Regions from separate parts of the Rattus norvegicus genome. Here region 1 is linked to region 2. Evidence: chromatin contacts called from public Hi-C data. All regions are on one chromosome and are shown on one strand. Each heading gives the region's core, a stretch centred on a gene start, on an enhancer-like site or on the middle of the called end of the contact. The rest is flanking DNA. Distances are from core to core; before and after follow the strand shown. Region 1 has its middle 81 kb from the start of Bbox1. Region 2 overlaps Lin7c (lin-7 homolog C, crumbs cell polarity complex component).

Evidence for each region. Hi-C and Micro-C count contacts between places; a contact is called where the count stands out from the background.
Region 1: a contact with region 2 is called in a Hi-C map of kidney, with 9 times the contacts expected there. The contact joins two enhancer-like sites. A contact is called at or near these places in 11 of 12 Hi-C or Micro-C datasets (the A7r5 cell line, the Rat2 cell line, Schwann cells and 7 more) and 1 of 1 datasets of contacts at active chromatin or transcription factors (oligodendrocytes).

The regions. Positions count from the first base shown.
Region 1 is chr3:117,233,835-117,238,926 of GRCr8, reverse strand. No RefSeq gene overlaps it. Among named protein-coding and RNA genes, the nearest start is that of Bbox1, 81 kb to the left of the region's middle. Within about 2 kb of position 2,511, at least 2 of the 93 cell types and tissues checked have an H3K27ac peak or open chromatin away from gene starts, as enhancers often do. A contact at or near this core is called in kidney, where this site is marked.
Region 2 is chr3:116,870,660-116,875,724 of GRCr8, reverse strand. Lin7c (lin-7 homolog C, crumbs cell polarity complex component) reads right to left here. Exons shown (of 5, transcript NM_021851.2): 5 at 3,362-5,065. Among named protein-coding and RNA genes, the nearest start is that of Lin7c, 12 kb to the right of the region's middle. Within about 2 kb of position 2,009, at least 3 of the 93 cell types and tissues checked have an H3K27ac peak or open chromatin away from gene starts, as enhancers often do. A contact at or near this core is called in kidney, where this site is marked.

The DNA.
Region 1 (5,092 bases), core at 1,262-3,761, 360 kb before region 2:
GATTACACAATTACAACTGTGAGCCACCACACCTAGCTTCTTCTGCAGGGTCTGTGGATTGAACTTGGGGCCTCATGCTTTCTGACTGAGCATTGCTTCAACCCAAATCTCATCTTTTTGAGAGAGGCCAACCTAAAAGGTATAAAGTAGTATTTTTATTACGATTTTAGTTGCCTTTCTCTGATGAGTAGTAATGTTGATGGCTCTTTTTAGAAGGGAGGGGAGGTTTGGGACAGGGTTTTTCTGTGTACCCCTGGCTGTCCTGGAACTCGCTCTGTACACCAGGCTAGTGGCTAACTCACAGAAATCTGTCTGCCTTTGCCTCCCAAGTACTTGGATTAAAGGTATAAGCCACCACCACCCCTCTACTGATGACATTTTTAATACATCTTTCTCTTAGCTGCATACAGTTGATGGCTTCTAGAGGGAGAAGATTAGTTATCTTTAAAGATGTATCCCCTGACAGTTTACTACCTTTCAGTACATGATGGTCCCCTCACAGGATTATATGAACAGCGCAAATTAGAGTCTAGGATATATTTTAAATTAAAAAAAATGTATGCAAACTTGGGAGTGGATCTGAAAGCAATTAAGAGGAAGAGTTTGATCAAAATATATGTATACAATTCTCAAAGAAATAATATATACTATATATCATTTATATATATTATTTATATAATAAATTCCAAAGAAATAATGATGTGTGTGTGTGTGTGTGTGTGTGTGTGTGTGTGTGTGTGTACTCTTTATCTTTAGCAGGCATTTCCCTCAATAAATCTCTTGTACTTCTTGTACTTTTCACTTCGTCTCAGCATTTCCTTCACAGGGAGAGGGCTGCCATGATGCACAGGATGCTATGAGAGTACAATGGAACTAGAAAGATAAACATCCTTTGGAAATCAGAGAATGAGAAATATACACTAAGTTTTATCTTTTAAAACTACAAGTGGAGATTTTAAGCCATTCAATAATAACCTTATGAAATTCATCACATCACTACAGTTCTTTTGGTTAAGTCTGATAATATTAACATAGACCTCAGTCTAAAGAAACATTATATTTAACAGCTTTCAATAAGAAGATATGTACATTTGTGTAAAGTTGAAAGCCATCATCATCAGAAAGACAATTCAGTTGAGCGTCAGTTATATGAAATATTTATTCAAGATGAAAAGCTTGTCTGTGTTCACTCATCTCCCTGGGGCATTGTGTTTTCCTGGAAACCAGGGCAGAGCTAGCTGCATAAGATTGCAATCTTTATGGAAAAATCTATCTGCAAAGGAGTCCTCTCTAGCCTATTTCTCTCTTGAACCCCTAACCCTCATCTAGCTCCCATCCAATCTCTCCTATCCTAACTGTAGAAGGTTATCACTAGCGACAAAAGCTAACCTTCATCTGACTGGCCTCCGTATTAGCTTAATAAACACCTTAAAGGTAAAGAAAAAAGGGTCTCAAGATGTTTGGTCTGACAATGGACAGTGACTTGTTCACCCAATTCTGCTCCTTTGCAACCACACACACACACACACACACACACACACACACACACACACACACACACACACACACACCACCCCTTAGCAGTGTTTCATCATTACTCAAGATGCATGCATATTTTGTTAGTTTTGCTTTGTTTTGCTTTCCAAAATAGAATCTCGTTTTGTAACTAATACTGGCTTCAGACTCACAGGAATCCTCTTGCCTCAACCTCTGTCTGGAGCTGGAATTACAGGCCAGTGCCAGCATGAGTGGATGACACCCATTAGGTTTTGAACATCATGATAATTCTGAGATTGCAACTCACCTGACAACAACTGTAGAAGAGGCAATGGTTTCACCTCATTGTTTTGACTTTGAATGTATAAATAGAACAGGGAACAGCTTCCAAACTACCAGAACAGACGTCACCTAGAAACAAAATCCAAGCTGCCTCAGTCTTTTTGAAGAGTCTAGATGAGGGCATTTAGCATTCCCAAGAGAGATTGGAAAGTAGGCTAATTCCACAAGCTTACAAGCCAGGCTCCACAACCCAATCCCAATGTTTTCCCATTCTTCTGTGAGTAATTTTCACAGATGCTTCTTCTTCTTCTTCCTCTTCTTCTTCCTCTTCTTCTTCTTCCTCTTCTTCTTCTTCTTCTTCTTCTTCTTCTTCTTCTTCTTCTTCTTCTTCTTCTTCTTCTCCTTCTTCTTCTTCTTCTTCTTCTTCTTCTTCTTCTTCTTCTTCTTCTTCTTCTTCTTCTTCTTCTTCTTCTTCTTCTTCTTCTTCTGTCACATATCATACAGTGTGAACATGCACAGTGCCATTACTACTGAATCAAAAATAAAAAGCCTTCCAAGAGAATTTACCTCTAAATAGAATAAATGGAGCAGAACTGCTTTATTATCTGGCTCTCCTGACACCTGAACTTCCAAGTCTATTTTCCCTTCGTAGAACACTTTTCTCTGTCTTCTTTTCCTGGTTAATGCTTACCCATCCTCTGTGTTTTAGCCTAATCATCACTGCTAAGAAGTGTTCTTTTAATCTTCACACTCTAAAAAACCATGTGAATTACCCCTGCTTTGTGCTCACACAGTACCCTGTACTCAACCATCTTAACAATTAACTTTTATAGTAACTGCTTGTTTTTAATTTTATGTCTCTCACACATGCTGTTAACTTCTTGAAAACAGTAAACTTATTGTGGCTGGCATGGTCAACACTCCATAAATATTCGCTCTTTATGAAATGTTAAATGAGTGTCTCCTGTGTACAGCACATAAATAACCTCATATGATTTTGAATGGCAAAACCATAAGAATGTTTTCTCACACGTAAGTAAACTGAGACACAAAACAGTAGGAGGCTAGTTAGTTGTAGAACCAAGCCTGAAATTTCTCAGAGTCTCCATGTAACACTAATTTTGTCTGATATATATTCAGGATTTACTAACCGTACTCCATGGACAGTCTCTCAAGGATATCCTTTTTGTAAAGAGGTGGTGCAGCTGAGATGCAAACCCAGGACACTACAGAGTTTACACCATCAATCTCATTGTGACAGTCACTAGTACGCTGAGTCCAAATATTTAGTAACACTATTTGTTATTAGTGGCTCAATTCTTAAGTTGTATTTGCAAGCTGATCCAAAACAAACAGCTCAGTTTGTTGGATACTAATATGAACAAAAGCAGAATTACAATCAATATCGTTGAATCACTACAATTCAAGTTACATGACTCTGAAGCAACCACCTTACTTCCTTAGACCTGTCTCTTTACTAGTTTAAAAAAAAAAGAGGTGAACTCTTAAAATACTTTGATTGTGTCTCTCACTTCATCTCAAAGCAATTAACAAGTACGTCAAGTGGGAGAAATCACCTTTGCCAAATATTGAATGTGGGATGTAACTTAAACTCCAGTGTTTGTTCTACAAAATTCAAATAATGTTTGGCAAAGTGGAAGGCTCTTGATCTTCCACCTAAAAGCAGAGGTTTTCAAATCACGACTATCAACTCTTTTTTTTCTTTTCCTTCCATTGACAATATTTGCATTAGTGGGGAGAGGGAAGTCCAGACTTGTGTTGAGAGTTTGACTGTTGGAGAAAAGTACACACCTGGAGGGGAATGGTGTTTAACAAGACACAAGGCATCAGTCTCTGCCTGACTCCTTCCAGGCTGGGCCTCTCCCACTATCGCTTTGTTCCAACACAAGAACAGAGGCTCGTGTGGAAACTTGCTTAAGTCAAATACTATCACAGAACTCCAGCCCAGCTATGCTGGAAGGAAAACAAGATTCTTGCCAGATAAATGTTGGAGCCAGAGGTACTGGACGAGCTGGAAGTTCATAGCAGGGCTCCATGGCGGGAGCATCCTCTAGCACTGGCCCAAAACTCTCCTCTATTCCTGAGGTAGAACGGGTACTGAAACTCTTCTTACCTGCCTAAACCTTTTGAGAGTTGCTTTTCTAATAAGCAGTGGTACATACAGTCTTCATTTGGTATCACAGGAAAGGAAGAGTTCCAAGGTAATTCTAAGCTGCACCTCCAAAACTCTAAGACTTTTCCAACCATCAAATGTAGCCGGGCTAATGTTTGCATTTAGAACTAGATACATTTGCATAAAAGGCTTAACCATCTAAAGGTTAAGTTCCCTCTACCATAAAATTAGAGTAATTATGGCCCCACTTAAGGATTCAGCAAGATAACACCTGGCACACACCGCATGCTTAATAAAAGGGAATGCATATTATTCCATTCACAAGGGTCACCTAAGGCCATTTCTTTTAGACCTTCTTCTTTTTTTTTAAACAATGTTTTCTTTTTAAAGGTTTATTTATTTTATGAGTACACATGCACACCAGAAGAGGGCGTCGGCTCCCATTACAAATGGTTGTGAGCCAACATGTAGTTACTGGGAATTGAACTCAGGACCTGTGGAAGAGCAGTCAGTGCTTTTAACTGCTGAGCCATCTCTCCAGCTCCTCTTTTAGATCTTCTAAAACCAATCAAATGCTTAAAGAAAGTTCTTTAAGTGTTTTTTAGAAGGTTTTTTATTGGTTTAGAACAATTGTCCACATGATTTTGTGAGGCAGAGGCTGTAACCTAGCATGCTTCCACACACAACATAATTGGGACACCAATGCACATACCTGCAATGCTGGAACTTGGGGTATGGAAGCAAGAAAATCAGAGGTTCAAAGCCATCTTCACCTGTACAGTGATTTTGAGTGAGGACAGCCTACTATATCTACCTACTGTGAGAAACTAAGCAGTGTATTATAAGTTATATGTATATAAATACATCTATAGCATCCAATTTAACAAATTGTGACTATTAATCATTAGAATTACTCAGATACTTAGTATCATTAAAATTCATATAATAGACTTGAAATTAAACTTCTTGTTTGCTGGTTTCAATACAGTATTTTTTCCCTATCCAACAAGTTGTCTGGAAAGTTGGTTTAGTGGATAAAACCATTTACTGCTCTTCCAAAGGACCCAGGTTCAGTTCTCAGCACCCAGGTGGCAGCTCAGAACCATCTGTAACTCCAGTTCCAGGGGATTCGACTCCCCCTTCTGCCTATACAGGCAAGGTGCATATGTGATACACATG
Region 2 (5,065 bases), core at 760-3,259:
GGAAATGCAAATCAAAACAACCCTGAGATTTCACCTCACACCAGTGAGAATGGCTAAGATCAAAAACTCAGGTGACAGCAGATGCTGGCGAGGATGTGGAGAAAGAGGAACACTCCTCCATTGTTGGTGGGATTGCAGACTGGTAAAACCATTCTGGAAATCAGTCTGGAGGTTCCTCAGAAAATTGGACATTGAACTGCCTGAGGATCCAGCTATACCTCTCTTGGGCATATACCCAAAAGATGCCTCAACATATAAAAGAGACACGTGCTCCACTATGTTCATCGCAGCCTTATTTATAATAGCCAGAAAATGGAAAGAACCCAGATGCCCTTCAACATAGGAATGGATACAGAAAATGTGGTACATCTACACAATGGAATATTACTCAGCTATCAAAAACAACGACTTTATGAAATTCGTAGGCAAATGGTTGGAACTGGAAAATATCATCCTGAGTGAGCTAACCCAATCACAGAAAGACATACATGGTATGCACTCATTGATAAGTGGCTATTAGCCCAAATGCTTGAATTACCCTAGATCCCTAGAACAAACGAAACTCAAGACGGATGATCAAAATGTGAATGCTTCACTCCTTCTTTAAATGAGGAAAAAGAATACCCTTGGCAGGGAAGGGAGAGGCAAAGATTAAAACAGAGACTTAAGGAATACCCATTCAGAGCCTGCCCCACATGTGGCCCATACATATATAGCCACCCAATTAGACAAGATGGATGAAGCAAAGAAGTGCAGACCGACAGGAGCCGGATGTAGATCGCTCCTGAGAGACACAGCCAGAATACAGCAAATACAGAGGCGAATGCCAGCAGCAAACCACTGAACTGAGAATAGGTCCTCTATTGAAGGAATCAGAGAATGAACTGGAAGAGCTTGAAGGGGCTCGAGACCCCAAAAGTACAACAATACCAAGCAACCAGAGCTTCCAGGGACTAAGCCACTACCTAAAGACCATACATGGACTGACCCTGGACTCTGACCCCATAGGTAGCAATGAATATCCTAGTAAGAGCACCAGTGGAAGGGGAAGCCCTGGGTCCTGCTAAGACTGAACCCCCAGTGAACTAGTCTATGGGGGGAGGGCGGCAATGGGGGGAGGGTTGGGAGGGGAACACCCATAAGGAATGGGAGGGGGGAGGGGGATGTTTGCCCGGAAACCGGGAACGGGAATAACACTCGAAATGTATATAAGAAATACTCAAGTTAATAAAAAAAAAAAATGAAAAAAAAAAAAAAAAGAATGAGGGGCCCTGATGTTTAAATGATGGGACTTTTTTTAAAAAAAAGTAACACCCCTCCCAGCAAATGTCTCTATTTTCAATTGCATACAAAATTACACATGTGTGTGGGTATTATTCCCAGTCTACTGTAAGATCTCAATTTCACAAACAAGAAGCAATCAGAAAAAGAAAATGTGCTACTGCCTCCTTATCCTCATCAGATTCAAAGGAAATATTTGTTTTAGCTTGACACTCTATTTTACTGGAGACTCAGCTCAGAGCTAGAATATCTGAATGGTATGTGCAAAGTTCAGTGAACTCTGCAGAGAGTCTGTTTTGTCTCTAGATTCTCTACTTTTTACTAAAACAAACAGAACCATTTCTGTGCTCCTTTACCTAGCTGCTAGATTTGAACTCTACCTTAGTGGTGGCCTCTGTTTTCCTTGTGCAGGGAGCCCAGGGAGTGAGGATCTGACTGGCAAGTCTGAAAGAACAGGCCCTTATCCCTGTATGATGAGGGCGGTGGTCCACAGAAGCCTGGCTGATTTTGAAGGCCATTTCCTTTTCAAGCTTTACACACACACACACACACACACACACACACACACACACACACACACACACACGGGCACACACACACCCGCCTATGATTTAACAGAAATGTGAATTCCAGACAGGCAATGAACCAAAGGTCAGCCTAGGCTACAAAATGAGGCCTTACTTCAGAACAAACAACTCAGCCCAAAATGTGGAGTGTAGTAACAGTGGGGGGACTGCAGCCCTGGATTATGCAGGGCCCTTTAGACTTTGCTCTCAGTGTAACAGAGACCTGAGGAGGCTGAGGCGCTCCAGTCGAAGCGATGCTTTTCAACAGGCAGATGGATCTCGGGGGACCTGCATAACCAACACACCTCTAGCCAAGGGCAAACTCATCATTCCAGCTAGAGAAAGAGCTGCTGCAAATGCAGGGCCTTCCTTCAAACTAAAGCCAAGTCTAACCCTGTGACTGACCACAATTAAGCTATGCCAACAATAGACTAAAACAAGGAAAGCTATGCCCTGTGGAACAGATGGGCCTGGATAGGCACTCGGAGAACAAGCTCTGTTACACTGTGGCAAGTGCCAAAGGTAATCTCCACCACAGAGAACAGGGATCAGCAAGGCCCTAACTCAACTGTCAGGACTTCATCCTCTTACAAGACTTCTACTGGGATCTTTATTGCACATGGAAGAAGTCGCACCGAGTTCTGTTTCAGTGTTGGATTCTGGTAATGCCAGAATTCGTTTAGTAAAAGTATACTGCACAAACTATTATGAGCTGGCTGGATGAACAAATGTTAAGATGGTGGCCGGCTGTTTCTGCATGCTCAACGGTGGCTGTGCACACTCTCATCTTTGCCTCTGCTGTGGGTCTACTGACACTGCCTTTTCACTTAGCAAGTACTAGAACTTTTCCAACGAATTTTATTCTGAGCATGGCCTCACTCCTCAAAACTGGCACTAATTTTAAAAGTTGCCAGTTTACTTTAAAAGCTTCATCTTGTATGTGTTTGTCCATACATAACGGTCATAGTACAACCTGCAAGAGAGGCTGTGCCTTTCAAGCCCAGGGCCTTGAGGTCAGGTCGTCAAGCTGGTGGCATTTGTCTTTCCTTAATGAACCCTCTTGTCCCCTAACTACTTTTTGCTAGTAGGGTCCTACAGCTACTTAGTGTGTGGGGACTACCCAGCCAGTAATTGCGGGCAGCCTAAAAAGCTTCAGAGACAGCACGGGCACTGACTGCAGATGACAGATGGAAAGCTCTACAGGGCATTCTACCAGGACAGAGAGGCTCACAGTAAGGATGGCAACAAGGATTTAAAGAGGGCAGCTGGGGGCTAGAGAGATGGCTCAGAGGTTAAGAGCACGGACTACTCTTCTAGGGGTCCTGAGTTCAATTCCCAGCAACCACATGGTGGCTCACAACCATCTGTAATGGAATCTGATGCCCTCTTCTGGTGTGTCTGAAGACAGCTACAGTGAACTCATATACGTGAAAAATTCTTTAAAAAGTGAAGAGAGGGCATAGTCTCTGCCATCAAGCATGTCACATTGCCTCTTGAAATAACAGAAGACAAAGTTTGGTTTAGTTATAGTTTATGAAAGGCAAACAAAATACAGAAATCTGAAGTCTCATTTCAGGAACCACCACGGAGTTTGCTTTTTACTTTATGTAACGGTTATTTTACATACAGCGTTCAACTTGTAATTGTATCAATTTTGTCAAATGCAAAGGACAAACACGACTCATACAAATATATTTTAAATAAGCCTTAGAGTCAGAATTTAATTGCTAAATGATTCATCTATTGAAAAAGCACTGTTTCACATTCCAAATAATTTTCTCAAACTAAAAAGAGTACAAGTGTATCAAATCTTTGCCAATATTTTTAAAAACCACGTCCAGTTACAAATTAGTTTAAAACTTCTTGAAAATTAATAATCAAATGACTTTCCCCCATTATGTAACTATTATTACTTCAACAACCTTTGAAGAAACACTACTCATGAATTTTGGAGAGTAAAACTACAAAGCGAGATTGTTGCCAGAACAGACAATGGACTGTAAGTTAGAAAATGCGCAAACGGACATTTATTCAGGAGGTACAATTACTAGAGTCCTTATATATCAATAATCATTCCACAGTATAATCACATGTACTCTTTTAAGTCTATACCAAGTCATGCTGATGCTTTCCAGTAAGCCATAACCTTATCTTCTATTAAGTTCTATTCATTTTAATTGTAAACAAAGTACTTGAGCAAAATGCCTTAAACTTTTACAACAGGAAGATGATCTTAAAAAGTGAGACCCTACAGAACAGGACTCCATCCATGTAGTAGAACAGTAATGATAAAGGAGCCATATCTAGACGGCACAGATTCATTCCTCATAGTGCTTTCACATCGGCGATGCTTAAACATGCTCTTTCAAATGATAACCTGCAATTTTTTTTAAAGGTAAAGGGGACAGAAGGAGAAACACTAATAAGATTTTACAATTGAATTACTGGTAGGTCTTATTTTTTAAAGAACAAGAAAAGGGAATACAAAAGCCAGCATGGTTTACAGAGAGAGCTCCAGGACAGCCAGAACTATGTAGAGATTCTCCAAAAAAAAAAAAAAAAGGACTGCCAAATACTTCTTAAGCCCATAAAAAGATACTAAGGAGTAGAATCAATCGTTAAATAGCTTCAGATTAAATGTACTTTCAAACAGAGTCCAGTATAATCAGAAAGTCCATGGGCTAGTGCTTCTGAAGCTTGGGTGTCAGAATGAGCCTCTGAAGACAATAGAGGGTAGACACTGTCATATGAAATGTCAATCACAAAGAAATGATTATGAATCAGCTGTATGTGAAGGGACCTAGATGAGTTTTAAGATCTGCAGGGCATTCTAACATGCAACCAAGGTCATGAATCACCAAGTCAACTCATTTTGAAATATTTAAGAAAAAAAAAATTGAAAACTGGGGCTAAGGGAAATTTACATTTGTAAGTTACAAGTCAAACAAATACCCTTTATATTTACTGCCTAGTTTTAATCCACAAATCATCCATTTATTAGATTAAAATTCATTCATTTCCTTAGTACACAAGAAGACTACTGTACACTTGCCACTGACTTTTCCTATGGTCATTATTTAAAATTCTGAGATAGGAGAATTGCATCAATGAAAGCCAACTACTGCTACTCATGCTTAACAGTACCAAGAAGAGCTCTGTGTTTGGCTCCTTTAAGTAGTGTTACTTAAGACTTTATAAATAGGTGCTGGCCACAAAGA